Linked DNA regions of Mus musculus: all the other regions are linked to region 1. A link is a contact called in public promoter capture Hi-C data. All regions are on one chromosome and are shown on one strand. The core of a region is the stretch at or near the end of the contact, and the rest is flanking DNA. Distances in the headings are between cores, read along the strand shown.

Evidence for each region. Promoter capture Hi-C pulls out the DNA fragments that hold promoters and counts their contacts.
Region 2: a contact with region 1 is called in a promoter capture Hi-C map of pre-B cells, with 2.9 times the contacts expected there. The contact joins the promoter of Cd151 here to the promoter of Bnip3 in region 1.
Region 3: a contact with region 1 is called in a promoter capture Hi-C map of pre-B cells, with 3 times the contacts expected there. The contact joins the promoter of Pidd1 here to the promoter of Bnip3 in region 1.
Region 4: a contact with region 1 is called in a promoter capture Hi-C map of pre-B cells, with 3 times the contacts expected there. The contact joins the promoter of Gatd1 here to the promoter of Bnip3 in region 1. A contact is called at or near these places in 2 of 39 promoter capture datasets (cranial neural crest and pre-B cells).
Region 5: a promoter capture Hi-C map of pre-B cells shows a contact between it and region 1, with 8 times the contacts expected there. The contact joins the promoter of Mgmt here to the promoter of Bnip3 in region 1. A contact is called at or near these places in 2 of 39 promoter capture datasets (liver and pre-B cells) and 1 of 484 Hi-C or Micro-C datasets (regulatory T cells).

Annotation. Positions count from the first base shown.
Region 1 is chr7:138,907,408-138,911,105 of GRCm38.p6, forward strand. Bnip3 (BCL2/adenovirus E1B interacting protein 3) reads right to left here and starts at 2,099. Exons shown (of 6, transcript NM_009760.4): 1 at 1,956-2,099. The coding sequence starts at 1,986.
Region 2 is chr7:141,465,213-141,468,910 of GRCm38.p6, forward strand. Cd151 (CD151 antigen) reads left to right here and starts at 2,150. Exons shown (of 8, transcript NM_001111049.1): 1 at 2,150-2,254; 2 at 3,207-3,334. Cracr2b (calcium release activated channel regulator 2B) reads left to right here. Exons shown (of 10, transcript NM_001025103.2): 7 at 52-144; 8 at 307-473; 9 at 554-625; 10 at 834-1,390. The coding sequence ends at 1,011. It overlaps Gm10575 (predicted gene 10575), which reads right to left and starts at 2,559. Exons shown (of 2, transcript NR_152219.1): 1 at 1,670-2,559.
Region 3 is chr7:141,442,442-141,446,139 of GRCm38.p6, forward strand. Pidd1 (p53 induced death domain protein 1) reads right to left here and starts at 1,584. Exons shown (of 16, transcript NM_022654.2): 1 at 1,528-1,584; 2 at 527-912; 3 at 1-123. The coding sequence starts at 836.
Region 4 is chr7:141,412,420-141,416,117 of GRCm38.p6, forward strand. It overlaps Gatd1 (glutamine amidotransferase like class 1 domain containing 1), which reads right to left and starts at 1,706. Exons shown (of 8, transcript NM_172116.4): 1 at 1,583-1,706. The coding sequence starts at 1,646.
Region 5 is chr7:136,892,943-136,896,640 of GRCm38.p6, forward strand. Mgmt (O-6-methylguanine-DNA methyltransferase) reads left to right here and starts at 1,644. Exons shown (of 5, transcript NM_008598.3): 1 at 1,644-1,745.

The DNA.
Region 1 (3,698 bases), core at 849-3,348:
GCTGAGTGTATGTTAACCGAGACCTCTCAGGAATACTCAGAAACTCCCCTAGATGAAGTCTTAACAGCATAGTGTCAGAAATCAAATTTCAACTAGCTACGAAAGTGACTTTACACAAAACATCACTTGATCTCTTAAGAGAAAAGACAAAAAAACTTCTCAATCAAAAAATTCCAACTGTTTGACGTTTGACATTAGGGAATAAAACCTGAATTACGAGATTTTTTTTTTAATGTGGCTGTAGTTTGAAAATACAGATTCTGTAATGTGTTAGGCTGATTAAATTCTGCCTACTAAAATCTCGTTTAGGGTAATAAATTCAGCTAACTCAGTGTCTCTGAATGCAAGCTTTTTAAAAACTCTTTTAACACAACACTGCTCTGAGTTACCCTATTCCAGTACTCCAGGACACAGAATCTCTGGACAGCATAGTCTACACAAGTTCTAGGACAGCCAGAGCTATACAGAGAAACCACGTCTTCACACTAAAGTGGGTACTGTGGCCCACACCTTTAATCCCAGCACTAGGGAGGTGGAGGCAGGCAGATCTCTGGGAGTTCACTGAGAGTGAGACCCTGCCTGGGGGGGGGGAGGGGAGTTGACACTAAAGCATTCATTTTAAAGGTTTGGAAAGCCTCTCTCTCACGTTTACTGACATGCGTTTTACCTGGTGAACTCTTGCTTCAGAGAGTACAAAGGTCAACAGGATCCTCCTCCAGTCTCAGGGCCTGAGACTCAACTCAGACTCAACTCAGGCCCACCAGGTAGCTCTCAGAAATGGACAATGGCACATAGCACCCAGGCTGGCCTTGCAAAACTAGCAGCTGTCTGCGCAGTGCTAACAGTCTGTAAAGGCTGATGCTGGGAGAGCCTTTCTGTTATTTGTGAGACAGGGTCTGGCTACAGAGCCCCGAACTAGCCTGGTACGACTGTGTAGTCCAGGCTAACCTGGAATTTGTCAAGACTCAACTTCACCCACCCCATGATGGGATTTTAGGTGTGTCACCACACCCAGCCTCACTTCCATTTTAACCTACAATCTACTTCACTGCTTGCAGTGAGCCTACTGAACTAAATTATAAGCACTTTACCCTCCTTTTGAGCTGTTGTAGCTCTCTTCCACACTACCTCCAGCCATACCCCCTCTCTGTTTTTCTCTTTGTAGACTTGGCTGTCCTGAAATTCACTCTGTAGACCAGGTTGGCCTCGAATTTACAGAAATCCCCCTGCCTCTGCCTCCTGATTGCTGGGATAAAAGGTTTGTGCCACCACTGTGCGGCTATCCCACCTCTTAACTCTAAAACCTGACAGAGGTCTGAAACCCTGTATCCTCCTCTTCCATCAGGAAGTGGCAACAAAGCAAGCCAGGGGTAAAGATTGGGGGAGAGGGGACACAGCGGCAAAGCCTGTTAATTCCAAATTCCAGCTACTCTAGAGGCTGAACCAGGAGGATCACAAGTTCAAGACCAGTATGTCTTAAAGCAATAAAATGAAAACTGGTAGTGTTGCTCGGGAAATGAGCACTTACCCAGCACGTTCAGATCTGGTTCTGTCCCCAGTACCAAGTAGGAAAAGTGAAAGGCACTACAGTCATAAATATTAATGACTTCAATCAAAGCACTGAAAATTCAACTGCAACCTCTAACTCACTTAAGCAACTCTGAACAAGGGGACGCCAAGGGCCTGAAATCTGAGCTACTCGGGAAGCTGAGGAAGGAGGATCGCAGAGTTCGAGGCTCCCCTGACCTACAGAGTCTGAAAATACAGAACTATGACAGTGTGAAGAACAGAGCAGGAAAGAAAGACCCGGCCTGCCTGTGAAGGTACTGTCTGTAAGATGCCCCGAGGCTCACCACCCAGCCCCGGCTGCACCGAACTGCATCGCGGCCTCCACTCACCGCACCCCAGCCCGCGACCCTACCGCCTCCGCGGCCCCTCTCGGCCCACTGCCTCACCCTGCAGGTTCTCCTCCCCGCTCTGCGACATGGTGGCTCGGCAAAGGAGCCCGAACCCAACTGCGACAGGCCTGGGAGGCGGTCACCGAGAGGTAGCAGGGGCAGCCTGCGCCGCTCAGTTCTGAGGCCAGGCGACACTGGACTGAGGGACAAGGGGCGGGGCGGGGCGGGACGCACGCGGCGGCGGAGCCCATTGGCTGGGGGGCGGGGCCTGCAGGTGGGGGAGGAACGCGGGGGAGCGTGTGGCACGTGCGGCGCGTGCGCCGGCATGGGCGGGGCCTGAGGCAGGAGTGCGCGGGAGGGCGGCTGTTTTTAAGGTCTAATGCAGAAGTGGACCGGGGGCTGTGCCTGAGGCTGGAGTAACTGGGACCTAGGCGGGTAGGGAAGAGTCTGGGGGCGGGGCTCGAGGTCTGAGCCTTGGGACTCCGAGGTGCGCGCATTGCAGAGGCCAAGAGGCGGGTCTTGAAGCCAGGCTGGAGGTGGGCAGACGTGGGCGGGCTCCGAGATAGGCGTGGCATGAGGACGTGCGGCCAGGTTTTTGGGCGTCTGGCCTTGGGTGCTGAGTTTGCCCCTCCTGCTCGCGGTTGACCCATAGTTCCCCAATCTCCTCCGGAACCTGCGAGCGCCAGCAATGGGAGCACACATGGTCTCGCTGTCTCTATGCACGCTTACAGATAGTTTTTTAGGTTGCATCTTTAAGAAAAATGCAGTCCGGGAGTGCTTATGTATAACTCTAGTCCCAGCCCTGGTTCGTGGCCAGGCTGGGCTGCACTGTATGAAGCTGTTTACAACAAAGCAAAACAAAAAATTTGCCAGTATTCTACTGCAGCATCAATGGCGAGTTGGGTAGTGCTGTGGTATGCTGCATGCGAGAAAGGACGGCATTTTTGGACAGGAACGGTTGGAGAGACCTTTGGAGGGCCAGTTTTGAGGATTCTGCATCCTCCCTGTAACCTACCCAGTAGCTTCTCTGTACTTGGAGGTTGGAATTCCCTCTTGATACAGTTCTGGGATAGAGAAGGGGCTTGTGAACCTCAAAAGAAGCTATCTTAGTAGCAGTGGGTCAGGTCACTAGAAGCAGCTTCATTTGGTGTTTTGTTTTTTCCCAGACAATGTCATAACCGAGGCTGGCTTTGAATTGGCTGTGTAGCAAAAGCTAACCTTGAATTTCCGATCCTACTGCTTTCGCCTCCTGAGAGCTGGGATTATAGCTATGCAGCCTTGATTTCCGTTTGTTTTGTTTGGAGTGCTAAGGTTATACGAGGGCCTTGCACATGCAAGTTCACTGCAGCTGAGCCATGTCACCAGACTGAATCTGATGTCTTTTTTTAGACAGATTCGCTTTGTAACCTACTCTGGTCTTAAACTTTTTTTCCTGCCCCAGCTTCCCAGTGGTTCCACCACTCTTAACTGAAAGCTTGCTTTCTTACAGTGCTCGGAGCTCTAGCCTAGGGCCTTCAGAACAATAAACAGATTCTCTGCTACAGACACCAAACCTTTGTCTCAACCCCCCAGGTGCTGGGATTACAGACATACTACCACACCTAGCAAGAAAAAAACAGCTGTGGTCCTGCTTGGTGACAGACTCTGTGTCCAGCAAGAAACAGCTGTGGTCCTGCTTGGTGATAGCCTCCGTGTCCAGCAAATCCAAGGGTTCAATCCCCAGCTTGCATAGATATGTGTGCCTGAATGACAAAGGGAAAGAGAAGGGTCTGGGAATTCTCTACACCAGTCTACTAAGAA
Region 2 (3,698 bases), core at 900-3,399, 2.6 Mb after region 1:
CTGCCTCCTTTGAGCCCGGAACGAAGGCTCTAGCGCGGCTGTACATCCCAGAACCTACCCCGGGAGGAACAGAGGGGCCACCTGGAGCTGGAGCTGCAGACCCGTGAGCAGGAGTTGGAGCGCGCAGGCCTGAGGCAGCGGGAGGTAAGCCGTATTGAGTTCAAGTTGGTGTCCTCGCATGGGGGGGGGGGGGGGCGGGCGGGTTTATCTGTGCCTTGGGGTCCTCAACCAGGAGCCACAGGGGTGAGGGGTCAGCTTGGGACCAGAGGGGTGTGGCATGCCAACCAGCATTCCACCATTCCCCAGCTGGAACAGCAGCTGCAGGCCCGGGCTGCAGAACAGCTAGAGGCACAGGCCCAGCACATCCAGCTGCAGAGGGCCTATGAGGCCATACGGGCACAGCTGGACCAGGCCCAAGAGCAGCTCAGTCGACTGGAGGGCGAAGCACAGGGTCGGCAGGAGCAAACCCAAAGGTGTGGTGAAGTGCCTGTGGTGAGGGTAGAAGGGTCTGTCCCCCCAACCCACATCTGGATCACAGCCTTCCTGTCCACAGAGATGTGGTTGCTGTCTCCAGGAATATGCAGAAAGAGAAACTCAGCCTCCTAAGGCAGCTGGAGCTGCTGAGGTGGGTCAGGCCTGCCTGGGCTAATGGGAAGTGGTTTCAAGTTTCCAGATAGTATTGGCTCCTACCCATGTTGCTGGAAGTCCTTATGTCTGCCCTATAGCCTTCATGCGGCTGGCTCTGTAGTCCTCTTGACTCAGGGAAGGCATCTCCCCCATGCACTTTTTCCTCTAGATCTTAGCCTCCTCGGTCTCCTACCTCTCTTTTCTAGGGAGCTGAATCTGAGGCTTCGAGATGAGAGAGATGCCTGTGAGACCAAGCTGCTGGGCAGTAGCCACAGGAAGGCTCTAGCTATTGCCCACAAGCCCGGACCCATCTACTGCTGCTGCTGCTGTGGCTGGGCTCGGCCCCCCAGACGAGGCTCTGGCCATCTTCCTAGTGCCCGATGACCAGCCCCGAGTGACTCACTTCCCTATCCAGAGGACTGCCCCTAGGAGGGACTGGTCTTGGTGGCGGATACTTGCTAAGTGTGTGGCTCTACCCAGAAGGCATCCCATGCCTGAAGGAGCTAACCTCAGAGTAGTCAAGGCCTTCAGTCCTTCAGTCTTTATCCTGTCTTCCTTTTTTTTGGGGGGGGGGGTTTCGAGACAGGGTTTCTCTGTGTAGCCCTGGCTGTCCTGGAACTCATTCTGTAGACCAGGCTGTCCTCGAACTCAGAAATCCGCCTGCCTCTGCCTCCCGAGTGCTGGGATTAAAGGCGCGTGTGCCACCACGCCCGGCTATCCTGTCTTCCTTAATCTTTGTCTGAAGGACCAATAAAGGCCATTGTATACTGTGTACTCCTTGGCTCTTGTGTGTTTGGGAGCCACGGTGCATTTGTGGTTCATGCTTGGTATCCATGGCACAAGGTGACATGGAGGGGTTTACAGGTGCACATTAACCCCTTCGTTCCTGCAGCTGGGGGTTCCTGTGTGCTTGTGTGTGTTCTGTGATTCTGGATATTCACCAAGCCCTCACCCATTCCTCCCAGCTGAAGCTCCCAGGACTCAGGTTTCAACAGGTGTCCGCTCCCACGCTAGTCCACACGTGGAAGGTCCCGCTCCTCACCTCCGTGGTCAGCTAGCTTTCTGGTCCAGGTCCTTTATCCATCATCCTTTGGCACAGTTCCTAGCCAGACCATATGCCACCCACACTGGGCACCTCTCGCAGGGCCCTCATGTCTCTATGGAATCTTCTGGCACCCTCCACACTGTATCTGGAGTTTCCCCTCTAGCATTTCTTCAGCCGCTAGAACCTGCAGCTTTAGAGTGGTTCTCCCGGCTTAGACTAGAGAAACTGGTCTTGACCTCAGTTCTGGACCTCTGGTGGGCTAGGTGCCACCTTCCCCACCTCTTCGCTCCCCACCTGGGTTCTACCTCTGGTCTAGCTCCTCTGTCTCTGGGCGAGTTGGGGCTTTTGATGACAAACGGGGCACCTTTAAACTAACTTTACAGACCCACAGGTCTCTCTGGCGCGCGCCTTAGCACCAAACCAGTTAGGACTTGCCTGCCCAGGCCGGCCGTGGGCGGGGCTGCGCCCGGGGCGGGGTCGCGCGCAGGGCGTGTCCTCGCAGGCCCCGGGCCGAGCGTTCTCTGTACTCCGAGTGATCGCTCCTACCGTGGCTGCCGGGGCTGGTATTTCAAAGCGTGGTTGGTGAGTGCTCCGTGAAGCATAGCCGGAGGGTGTGGGGAGCAGTGTCCTGAGTTCCTCGCTCACTGGTGTTCCTAGTCTCCAAGCTGGCCTCAGGGACGCCCAGGAGGCAGAGCCTGAGGTAGGACAGGGTTGCAGACTCCTTTCCGGAAGATCGACGCCGGGGCCGGGCAGTTAGAAGGCCGGAGGGGGAGGGGTGAGGGAGAGAGCTTCTGTGGTTCTTGAGCAGGCCTGACGGTCTCTTTCGTGCAGAAACCCAGAAATTTAAAAGTCTGACCACCCTATTCATTGTCCCTGGACACCGGTTCCCTCCCCTGAGACCGCAGGTCCGCCCACTGGCACGGGGCGGGGGAGGGCGGCAGGGGCGGTGGTGACTTCATCTCTGTGACGCGGGGATTCCTCGCCCAGCCCACTTCAGTGTTTAATCGGGTCGGTGGGGCGGGTGCCGAAGGCCCAGGACAGGTCCAGGAGCTAAGTGTAGGGCGGTTGTGTCCAGGCCGCAGGAGCTATTTCTGGCTGGTCCAGGCTCTCACACCGGCACTTTCACAGAGAATTTACATCCAGTCTGCTGATTGTCTCTTGGCTTAGGTTGATGGATGTGTCTAAAAGCCCATAGATTCTGGGCTTTTAGAGCCTGGCCCCGGGGGTTTGCATTGTGGCCAGGCTTCTTTATGTCATTGCCCGCTTTCAGTGAGGCAGCATGCATTTTTGGGTCCCATCTCCAAATAGAGCTCTGAAATCTCTCCCACTTTCCAAAATGGACAGTCGATGCATCCTCCTTCAGTTTGCGGTCGCTGCTGTTTGGTGGGGGAGGGACTGTGATGGATGGGACTGGAAGGTGGGGCACTTGGAGAAGGCATTTGGTCCCTCCCTAGATCAGGCAGGTCAGCCATGTTCTTTGGCCTGCCGCCGTCCAGTAGAAAACAGCAGGCCTGCCTGTTATGCTTCCTTGCAGATCTGGTGGCTCTGAGAACCATTTTGACCACTGCTTAAGCTTCTGTAGTTGGAGTGGCAAGATCCCACCTGCTAGGTGAAGGGCAGAGAGTGACTTTTGACCTGTACCTGCTGGTCCTGACTTGAGAGGTGAGAGCTGGTGCCTGGGCAGAGCCTCAAGGCCCCTGGCTAACAGTTCTGCTTAGGTGTGTGTCTGGGAATCTGACCTGCGTCAGCCGAGGTCTGTACACTGTCCTCAGTCAGACAATAGTGTGTCTAGGGCAGGGTGTGACTAGGGGACTCCTGGAGGAGTGGCACATTCACATATGTGGAACTGGGACCTCCCCCTACAGTCGGGAGGAGAGCTGGTTGTACAGGCTCCACCTACCGGCATCTTATTGTCTCTGCCCTGGCTGGTAGTAGAGTCAGCTCAGAGTCCTCACAAACTGTCCCTTAGGGTGGCCTGAGCTCTCTGCCATATCTGGGAACGGGTATGAGTGGTAAGTACCTAGCA
Region 3 (3,698 bases), core at 334-2,833, 2.5 Mb after region 1:
GCGTCTCCAGCCTGTTGAAGCTCAGGTCTAGGTGAGCCAGGCAGGCCAAATCACTCAGGCCAGCAGGCAGAGTGGTCAGGGTTCCATGGAGGCAGGCACCCAGGGCACCCCGGCTCTGGCCACCTGGAAGTGGGGAAGACAGCTATAGCCCTCAAGAGTTGGAGTCTCCCCCATTCAGCGCTGTCAGAGAAAGCCTCCCTTTTAAGCCAGCCAGAGGGACAAAGAAGACACCAGCTCGTAGAAGCTGACAGCATCACCCCAGGAAAACTGGGATCTACAGAGACCCGGCTGGGCACATTCAGGGTTCTAGGCTCAGGAGACAGAGCCCAGCGAGCCTCACTTTGGGGGAGGAAGGTGATAGGGCTAAGGACAAGGGACAGTTGTGGGGTAGGGGTTCACACCTGATGTGCGGGGAGAAGAGAGGTTTGGAGTTAGGGCTGGGACAAGGATGGCCTTTGTGTCCAAGAAGTAGAGTCAAAGCTGGACAGAGATGAGGACAGGGTCAGGAAGGAGCAAGGGTACTCACCTTTGAGGACCAGGGAGCGAAGGCGCAGCAGACTCCACGGAACCTTGGCTAGGGTGTCATCCAGCAGCTGAGGGTCCTCATGGGTGCTGAGCCGCAAAAACTCCACTTGCAGCAGCTGTGGGGGCTGCTGGGAACACAGGTACTGTAGCCGATGGCAGCCCCCTGGGCGTAGGTCCAAGTTCAACTGGTTCCCAGCCGGGAGAAAAGGTGCTCCAGGCCCGGCATCCACAGCCTCCAAGGTGGATGTTGCAGCATCCTCTGCAGCAGCTGCAGTTTCCTCCGGCTCCTGCCCCTCCAACACTGCAGCCATCACCCATGGAAGGTCCTCGGGGACCAGACATGTCCCAGCTTGCCAAGCAAGCCTGCTTAGGCAAGGCTGATAGAAGCTGGAGAAGCAGGGGGAGGAGTAGGCTGTAGGGGACCAGCTCCCCCTCCAGGTCAGAGCAACAATAACTCAGCTTGGAAACCCGGGAGCTCTTGAGACCACCAGCCCAAGAACCCTGGGCACAAGGGGTAGTGAGTGGAGTGGTCACTGCAGCCCTACGGCTTGCATCTGTGCTGGATCCTTCTGCCTGGGAGGGGCACCAGGCAGGGCGACTCTGAACAGCATAGCTTGGAGAACTCTGCTTAGATCAAGGACAAGGAGAGGGTTTCCACCTCAATTCTGGAATCTGCCCAAGTGATCCCTGATCCCTACAGGGCTCTGGAAATAAGGACACACTTTCTATCTTCACACCCAAATGCATGGGGAGAACCCAGAACCTTCTTCCACTGCAGACGTTCACTGTGCCCGAGAGGGTCAGTAAACAGTGCGAAGGGGAGCCAAGAGGACTTTGGGGTTCTTGTGCTAGGGTCCCATATCGCGGTCCCTAGTAGACACTCTTGAGCCACAATTCCCAATTCACACCTCCGTCAAATGGGGAAAGCAGAGGGGGTCTCGGTAGGTGAGGAATCGCTTTGGTCCCGCCTCTGGAGCAAACTTCCCGCCTCCCATTGAGTACCTGCCACGCTGATCTCCCCGCCAGTCTAGGCGCGCTCTGTGCTGCCTTCCCGCCGGCGCGCTTCCGGGCGGGCCACCCGTCGGGCTCCGCCCCTCCGGGCTAGCCAGTAGGAATTCTCCGAGGTTCTTATGGCTCCTTCCTTTTCTGTTGTTCGCACTAAGGGAAGCCGGTGACCCGCAGGAAAACTTACACTTTCAGATCTCTGCAACCCCAGACCTGTGGTGGCACTGCATAGTCTGGGTCTCAAGTGCATTCTAAGACAGGAATTTTGGGTTAACAGAGTATTGTCACACTCCTTGCTAGAAGCTAGAACCTTGAATGCTGGCTTCCTGGGGGGAACCGCTCTAGGAAAGTAGTTCTCAGTCTGTAGGTCGCGACCCCTTTGACAAACTTATATCTCCAAAAGATATTTACACTGTGATTCATAACTAGCAAAATTACAGTGATGAAGTAGCAGGAATAATTTCATGGTTGGGGTCACCACATCATGGGAACTGTCAAAGCATTAGGAAGGTTGAGACTCAGAGTCTCCAGGACTTCCATCTCAGGCTTTGCAGTGAAGTCCAGCTTATTGGAGCTAACCATTGATCATTACTGTGGGCCAACTCCCTACCTAGGCAGTGAGTTGCCTGGCTTTTCCTCCCTGACTTAGGTGGGTCTCAACACAAACAAACTTGAGATAGAAGTTCTTGCCTGCTGGGCGTGGTGGGCACTTCTTTAATCCCAGCACTCGGGAGTTCGAGGCCAGCCTGGTCTACAAAGTGAGTTCCAGAACAACCAGGGCTATACAGAGAAACCCTGTCTAGAAAAACCAAAAAAGAACTTGCCTAAGTCCTTTAGTTGATTAATATTGAAGCCAACACCCAGAATCCTCAGTGGAGCTGGTGGACTGGAAATGACCAAGTGACTGTTCTACAGTCTAAGTGATGGGCAAGCTTCCTGCAAGGCCTCTCTGCTTCCATTCTAGCACCTGCCTCTTTCTCACTGTTTCCATAAAGGTGCCAGATGGTGCTTTATAAAAACCAGCCCCAGGGGCTTAGTCTAATTGTGCTCACCTCAAGTGCAGTGCCTTTCTGAGATGGGAGAACTGCTGCCCCGGGCTGCACAGCAAGACCTGTCTCAAAAGCAATCATCCTAGGAATATTCCTTAAGTTTATATTAATGAGCATGGTGGTATTTGCCTTTAATCTGCAAATGAGCTCTTCACCATTGAGCCATCTCTCCAGCTATTTTGGGTATTATTTTACAGTTAAAAAAAAAAAAATCACAGCCGGGCAGTGATGGCACACACCTTTAATCCCAGCACTTGGGAGGCAGAGGCAGGCGAATTTCTGAGTTGGAGGCCAGCCTGGTCTACAAAGTGAGTGCCAGGACAGCCAGGGCTACACAGAGAAACCCTGTCTCGAAAAACCAAAAAATAAAAATAAGTAAAATTCACGACAGTTGGTGGTGGCTAATGCCTTTAATCCTAGCACTCTGGAGGTGGAGGTAGATAGGTGGATCTCTGAGTTAGAGGCTAGCCTGGTCTATAGAACAAGTTCCAGGACAGCCAGGGATACACAGAGCAGCCCTGTTTTAAACAAACAGAAAAGTCACAACATAAAAAATCATGCCAGGGGCTGGAGAGATGGCTCAGAGGTTAAGATAGTTCTTCCAGAGGTTCAATTCCCAGCAACCACATGGTGGCTCACAAACATCTGTAATGGGATCCGATGTCCCCTTCTGCTGTGTCTGAAGAGATCAATGGTGTTAAAATAAATAAATAAACCTTAAAAAAAAAAAAATCGCCTGGCGGTGGTGGCGCACACCTTTAATCCCAGCACTTGGGAAGTAGAGGCAGGTAGATTTCTGAGTTCGAGGCCAGCCTGCTCTACAGAGTGAGTTCCAGGACTGCCAGGGCTACACAGAGAAACCCTGTCTTGTATAAAAAAAAAAAAAAAAAAAATCATGCCAGGTATGGTGTGCGTGTCTTTAATTCCAACCAGTACTATGGAAGCAGAGGCAAGTGGATTTCTGTGACAAGCCAAAGTTACATGATAGGTCAATGTCTCAAAATTAAAGAAAATAGAAGTGTGGAGAAATGGCTCAGCAGTTAAGAGCACTTGCAGAATAATTTGGTCCAGTGGCCAGCATCAGTAACGGGCATCTCACAACTGCCTGTACCTCCAATT
Region 4 (3,698 bases), core at 456-2,955, 2.5 Mb after region 1:
ACTCCCACACCCAGGACATGGGTAAGATTCTGCCCCACCATGGTATTCTCAGCCCTCTTCTGCCCATCAAAAGTGGCACACACCTTTAATCCCAGCACTCAGAGGCAGAGGCAGGCAGATTTCTGAGTTCAAGGCCAGCCTGGTCTACAGAGTGAGTTCCAGGACAGCCAGGGCTACACAGAGAAACCCTGTCTCAAAAAAACCAACAACAACAAAAAAGTCCTTCAAAAAGGAACGAAGCTTGCCTAATTCAAAAGACTCTAGCCCCCAGGTGTGGTAATGCACACCTTTATGCACACCTTTGATCCTAGCACTTTTTAAAAGATTTATTTATTTACTTTATGTATATGAGTACACACTGAAGCTGTACAGATGGTTGTGAGCCTTCATCTGGTTGTTGAGAATTGAATTTAGGACCTCTGCTCACTCCAGTCCAAAGGTTTATTTGTTATTATAAATAAGTACATTGTAGCTGTCTTCAGACCAAATGGTTGCTCTCTCCCATCCTGGTCTTAAGACACCCTGTGGGTCTTAAGACACTCCAGAAGAGGGAGTCAGATCTTGTTAAGGATGGTTGTGAGGTTGTTGGGATTTGAACTCAGGACCTTCGGAAGAGCAGTCAGTGTTCTTATCCGCTGAGCCTTCTCACCAGCCCCCTAGCATTTTTTTAAAGACAGCATCTCATGTAGCCATTGCCCTCTCTATCCTCCTGCCTCCAACTCTGACACTAGGCTTTTGGCTTGTGGATTTTGTTTTGGTTAATATTTTGAGTCAGACCTCACTGTGTACTCCTGCTAGCCTGGAACTTGCTATATAAGTTCCAGACGGGCTCAAACTCCTGGAGATCCATCTGCCTCTGCCTCCTGAGTGCTGGGATTAAAGATAATTTTTAGCTTCTCAATCCCTCACTTTCCGACTCTCAAGGAAGGCCTACCTAGGAGCTGCTGTAGATTCTCTTTTACCTCTATTCCAGGGAGGAGCAGCACCCTCAGGCCCCTCCCACCCTCACCTGGGACGCTTCAGTGTGGAACCCAGAAATTCATCAGTCCAAGATCCCGACGTACCCTCGCGCTCACACCCACTTGCAGAGGTCTATAGGAATCCAGAGGGAAACCCCGGGCCGCAGCCCTGGGCTCCACCTCCCCACAGAGACTATCTCGGGCCAGTCGGTTCCCTAAGGACCCGTGAAGTAATCATCTGCCCAGCGCCCCTGACACACACCGGGCAGTTGGAACATGAAGCCAACAGACCCCTTCTGCGTGAGGGTCCCTTTTATGCAGCTCTTTCGAGCAACCTCTTTCAGGATCGCTTCCTGGAGGTGCACGAAGATAAACCCAAGATAGGGGGTAACAGAGAGGCAGAAAACACGGGCAGAGAGAGTACCAAGCCCCTGCGGCTCACTCGGGGGCAGGGTCATCTCTGCAGCCGCTGACCGTCCCTGTCTGCCAGCGCAGACAACATAGTAGGCCTGCGCCAGAGAAACAGATGCAGGGTCCCAGAATCTCAACTCCACAAACACAAACGTTTGCCCAGAGTCAGGACTGCAGGCCAGTGAGCTACACAGCTGCCCTGCGCGCCTCACCTTCGGAAGCGCCGCTGGCCACCAGGAGACACGCAGGCCTGCTTGGCAGCCGCTCGGACGCCATGGCTACAGCCCAGGCGGATATTTGTGCGAGGGATGGGGCGGGGCGGGGCTCGCCTGCAGAGAGCGGAATGCGCATGCGTGAGGCACGAAGGGCGGGGCTCGCCGGCAGGGTGCAAGGTGGGGTGGGAGAAACAACGCGGAAATTGAGTGAAGATGGGGGCAGTTTGCGCATGCGCATGGGGTAGTGGTTGAGTGGCAAGCATGCGAGGGGCGGGGACTGAGCGGGGGCGGAGCGGGGCGGAGCGGGGCGGGGGTTGGAGGCGGAGGCGGGGGAGGATACGCCCTGGGTCCCTGAGTGGTCGTTTCCTGATTGGAAGCCACCGGTACAGACTTGTGGCCCTAGGGCACATCAATTAAACCCAGTGGGCCGGGTAGATGTTTCCGAGTCCGAGTCTACCACAGAGCTACTACGCCTTGGGCCTTTGCCCGAAAGTTGAGCCTGGCTAAGTGTGTCAGGGAGCGATGACCGGTCGGGCGGACAGGGTGAGGGGCACAGAGTTGGGTCGTATGTGGGCGGGTCTTCCTCTGCCGGTTTGTGAAGATCCAGAAGATACCTGGGTCGGTTGAGTTTTGTATGTTCCTATAGAGGATGGAATGTCACTTCCTGAGCTGTGGACGCCTCTGGAGGTTCTGTTGAGTTTCCTGAGGAAAAGACCAGATTGGGGAGGCCAACCTGTATCTAAAGCGATTTACTTCTGTGGGACTCCTGCTGGGGCTTAGGAAAAGGAACCTGGAGCCCAGGATTGTGTGTTGTCTGAGTGGCGACTTTTGAAGATTCACAAGCCACAAGCTTGACTAGCCATCCTTATTAAATCCCCATCTATTGACATGAAACCCTGAAATTGAAGGGGTCAGATTGGCTAGTGTCCACATACTCACACAGTTCCACCTTTGTGCTGCCTCCAGAGTAACATTAAGGCACCAGAAGTGGCAGAGCCAGCAGTAAGCTTGAGTCTTGTGGAGAAAAGTATTTATATTGAATTCAACGCCCAGGTATTAGATATAATTTTGTAAAGAGACTACCATTCCAGGGAAATGTATAGACAGGGCAAATTTTACCCTTGAGGAAGAGTGTGCTGGAGAAAATGGTGAACAGCACCCCAAGACAGGAAGAGCATTTGATTTTGTTTTAACTCAGGTGGTGGCTGTTTCTTTTGCCCACTGACTGGAGTCCGACCTCACAATCTTATTAACTAGTCGGGAAAGACTCAACATACAAGAAATGGAGGAGGGGAAAGCAGTCCCTGACTGAAGGAGAATCACTGTTCCAGGCTAGTATAGAGAAATACACCTTTGGGTAAACAAAGCTTTTACTAGGTGGAAAGGATTAAACATTTGCATAAAAGTCTTACAAGGTGAAGGAGATAAAAATATTTGGATTCTTCATTCTTTTTTTTTTTTTTTTTTTTTTGTGTTTTTGAGACAGGGTTTCTCTGTGTAGTCCTGGCTGTCCTGGAACTCACTTTGTAGACCAGGCTGGCCTCGAACTCAGAAATCTGCCTGCCTCTGCCTCCTGAGTGCTGGGATTAAAGGCGTGCGCCACCACGCCCGGCTTGGACTCTTCATTCTAAACACAGGTTTTATAATATTTTGATAGAAAAGACTAATATTTGCTGGGTGTAGTAGCCTGTGCCTTTAATCCCAGCACTCAGAGACAGGGCAGGTGGATCTCTGAGTTCAAGGCCAGCCTGGTCTACAAAGGGAGTTCCAGGACAACCAGGGCTACCCAGAGAAATCCTGTCTTTAAAAAAGGGGTGGGGGGGCCTGGAGAGATGACTCAGCAGTTAAGAGCACTGACTGCTCTTCCAAAGGTTCTGAGTTCAAATCCCAGCAACCACATGGTTGCTCACAACCATCCGTAATGAGATCTGATGCACTCTTCTGGGGTGTCTGAAGACAGCTACAGTGTACTTACATATAATAAATAAATAAATAAATCTTTAAAAAAAAGACTGATACTTGATATTTCTTTAACAGGTTCCAGTCCTGAGGGAAGTCAGGGCAGGAACTGAAGTAGAGATTGAGACCATGGAGGAATACTGCTTGCTGACTT
Region 5 (3,698 bases), core at 394-2,893, 2.0 Mb before region 1:
ACCCAGGGTAAACTTTCATGTCTCTTGTCCCTGGGCAAGAATACCCCTCTCTGTCTGAGCACAGCGCTGGGGAGGTGGACTAGTTACTCACTTCATTACTATAACCAAATACCTGAAAGAAATCAAGGGCTGGAGAGGGGCGCTCTCGTTCAGAGAAAGGCTGAGCATCATTGAAGGGACAGCATGACAGCAGAATTAGCTGCTCAGGATGCAGAGAGAGTTGTGCTGGTGCTCTCTTTATCTTCTCCTTTGTTCCCTTCTCATTCAGTTTGGGATCTCAGTTCTTAGAGATGACACCACCCATATTGGGGGAGGGGAGCTCCAATGCCCAGAGGTGTGTCTCTGAGGTAATTACAAATCCAAGCAAGTTGTTGAGCGTAGACGACACAGAAGGACTCTGAGACTTGATTTGATCATCCCATGTATCTAGGAGTCTCGTTTATCTTCTATCAGCAGTTATTCTTAGCATGTCTGGAGGAGGTGACAGTGGAGGTGAGGAGGGGCGGCTTCAAAGGGTGAATGGTGGCCTCTGTGAGTCACTGGGGCTCCTCATACAACAAACCTTTGAGCAACGCTTCTAAAGGTGGTAGGTAAAATGTTGGCTCCTCCAGGTCACTGAACCAGGGTACTAGTAAGGACCAAATCCAGGCAGGAGAGCTGCACACTGGGAAGATGAAGGTCTCAACAAACAAAACCACAGCATGGTTCTTAGCATATGTGCACCTGGGATGGGACCCTGAAGTTAACAACACGTCTCTCTGAAGCTTTAGGACGATAACATTCCCTAAGGATTTTATGTCAATCAAGTCAGATACCATGGGGCGCCAATCAAGTACCACAAAGTGGGTGGCTTGAAAGAATGAAAATTTGTTTATAGTCCAGGAGGCTGGTAGTTCTCACCTCCTGCACAGCATCTGGTACACAGGTGTATCTGGCTTCTAGTTTTCTGTTCACAGGGACAGCAGTAATATCAGATTAGGACTCTCCTAACTAGTGACATCATCTTCAAGTGTCACCTCCGTGTTTTTCCAAATAAGGCCATTATGAGGTACAGAGGGAGAATTCCAACAAGGCTTTCTTGGTGGACAACATTTAAATCCTGTCATCTCACACCAGATGCTGGATACTCACACTAGCTGAACCACTACTGAGCCATTCCAATTCCAAGTGCCAAGAAGATCCTGAAAGAAAGCCCTGGCCCAGCTGGGCAGTGACTGGATTCCTAGTGGGCTTAACTCTTCCACCACCCTTTGGGTGCGCGCTGTTGGCAAATAGTGACTATGTCTCAGCGGGTAAACTGGGACTTGGGGTGGTGAGGTCGAGGTGAGAAGGTGCAGCTCAGCTCCGGTGGGATGATGCGGCCTGATGTCTAGGATGGGCAAAGAACCAGTTTCAGGTCTGGAAGAAGAGGCCTGCTCTAGGAACACGCACCCAGGGAGGAAGCACAGAGCGGCACCCTTGCGTCACACACTGGGCGTGCTTACACTCCCCGCCCCTTTTCCGGCAGCTCCCAGAGCCACGCCCCGCGTACCAGGCCCGCTTTACACCCTCGGACTACAAGCCCACAGCTCAGTAATCAACTGCACCCTGACTCCGCCCCCGCCCACCAGGCCCTGCCCCGTGCTAGGCCCCGCCCCCACCCCGTGCACGCGCCTGCGGCCCGTATTTCTCAGTGCCAGATCTTGGTGCTCAGGCACCTAAAACTTGTGTACCGTTCCCCGTTGCTGTCTGCAGTTTGCAAGCTGGTGAGTTTTGGGGCACTGTGTGGGGCCCTCTCTGGAGAGAGCCGAAGTCCAGGGAGACAGTCGTGGCTCTGAGTTGTCCTAAGGACTCCTTCCTTTCTCTAGGACCTCAGCCCCTTCTGTACAGGCTGCCCTACTTCCCTTGGCCCCGGGGTTCGTGGGCAAGTCTGCCTGGTGACTGGGCATGTCTCCTGCCACACCTCCAGATGCCCAACACTTCTCAAGTCTCTGCTGGATCCATGCAGGTCCCCTGGCCATACTCTTTCCCTTCACTGGTGACCAGGGGGTGGGGATCCCGCTTCACCTTTCTTTCAGGAAGCTTCCAGAAGCTCCTCAGCTTGTAGCTCAGATCTGCTTGTAGTAGGCCCATACTTCTCATAGCTCCTTCTTTCTTGAGAGTAGGAGAAAATAACCAGGCCCCGGGGTCCTGCAACATCATGGCTGGTGCTAGGCACACCTGGTTAAAACCTCAGAGAGTAAACAAACAGTACATTCGCTCCGCGCCCAGTGGGTCTAGGTTTTTGTTCTGTACATTTTATTCTGAGCTGCCTCATCCAGACCCTGATTGTGAGTTCAGAGAAGTAAGGTTTGAGTGTACGTGTGCGTGCACACGTTTGGCTGGACCCTCCTCAGACACAGACAGGAGCTTGTGGAAAGGGTATTCTACAACCTGCAGAGTCTCTGTAGACAGACCTGCTCTTCATTTCACTTCCCTGACAGGTGATCCCAGATGATTTTAACTTCATGTGTCTCTCAGTATCTGCAGCACTTGTCGTAGGGTGCTGGGTGTGGGGGATGTGAGAAGCCTGGCCTGTGGTCAGTGTCCTGTAAGCTTAGGCATGTCATCTGAGCATTTGACAGGACCTAGAGCCTGAGAGTGGCTGGACAGAATGGTCTGCACAAATGCCCTGCCTGAGGCTCCACCCACTCTGGGCCACTCTGGGTATTGACATAGTTTGGTACTGTCTGAGGTCTAGAGGAGCCAGGCCACAAGGATCTATGGGAGTAATTTTTTTTTCAATTAGAGGGAAAAATCTGTCATAATAAGAGTTTGACTAATATGTGGTATGTCTTTGAAGAAGTTTCTGCTGTTACCATGGTTTAAGAAGCAGAGTCTCAGGTGTTGTGGTAAGGTGGCTGTGTCTTGTACAGCAACTTCTTTCTGTGGAGAGCAAAAGGCACCGATCTTTGGGTCCTGTTCTAGATCAGTGGGCCCCATCTGAGCCTGTCTCTACTCCCTCACTGGGCCTGCCAGTGTGCGGAGTGTCCTTGGCTTAGTTTTCTATGGCTTCCTCAGAACACCATGACTAAGGAGTCTTGGGGAGGGGAGGGCTTATTTGGTTTACATATCCTGATAACGGTTCCCCATGACGGGAAGGCAGGGCCGGAAGTCAAGAAGGGAAGGAACCTGGAGGCAGGGACTGAAGCAAAGACTATGGAGGAATGCTGTTTATTGGCTTGCTCCTCGTGACTTACTCAGCCTGATTTCTTACACACCCCCGGACTGTGTGCCCAGGCACCCATAGTGAGCTGGGTCTGTCCACAGCAGTCATAAGTGAAGAAAATACAGCAGAGATTTGCTCTCAGGCCAGTCTGATGGAGGCGTTTTCTTAGTTGAAGTTCCCTCTTCCTAGGTGACCTGAGCGTGTGTCAAGTTGACTATATATATACATATACATATATGTATATATATTTTTTGAGCGTGTGTCAAGTTGACTATATATACACATATATATTATATATAATATATTATATATATTATATATACACATTGTATATATTATATATACATATATTTTTGAGCATGTGTCAAGTTGACTATATATATATACATATCTTACTCAGCCTGATTTCTTACACACCCCCGGACTGTGTGCCCAGGCACCCATAGTGAGCTGGGCCTGTCCACAGCAGTCATAAGTGAAGAAAATACAGCAGAGATTTGCTCTCAGGCCA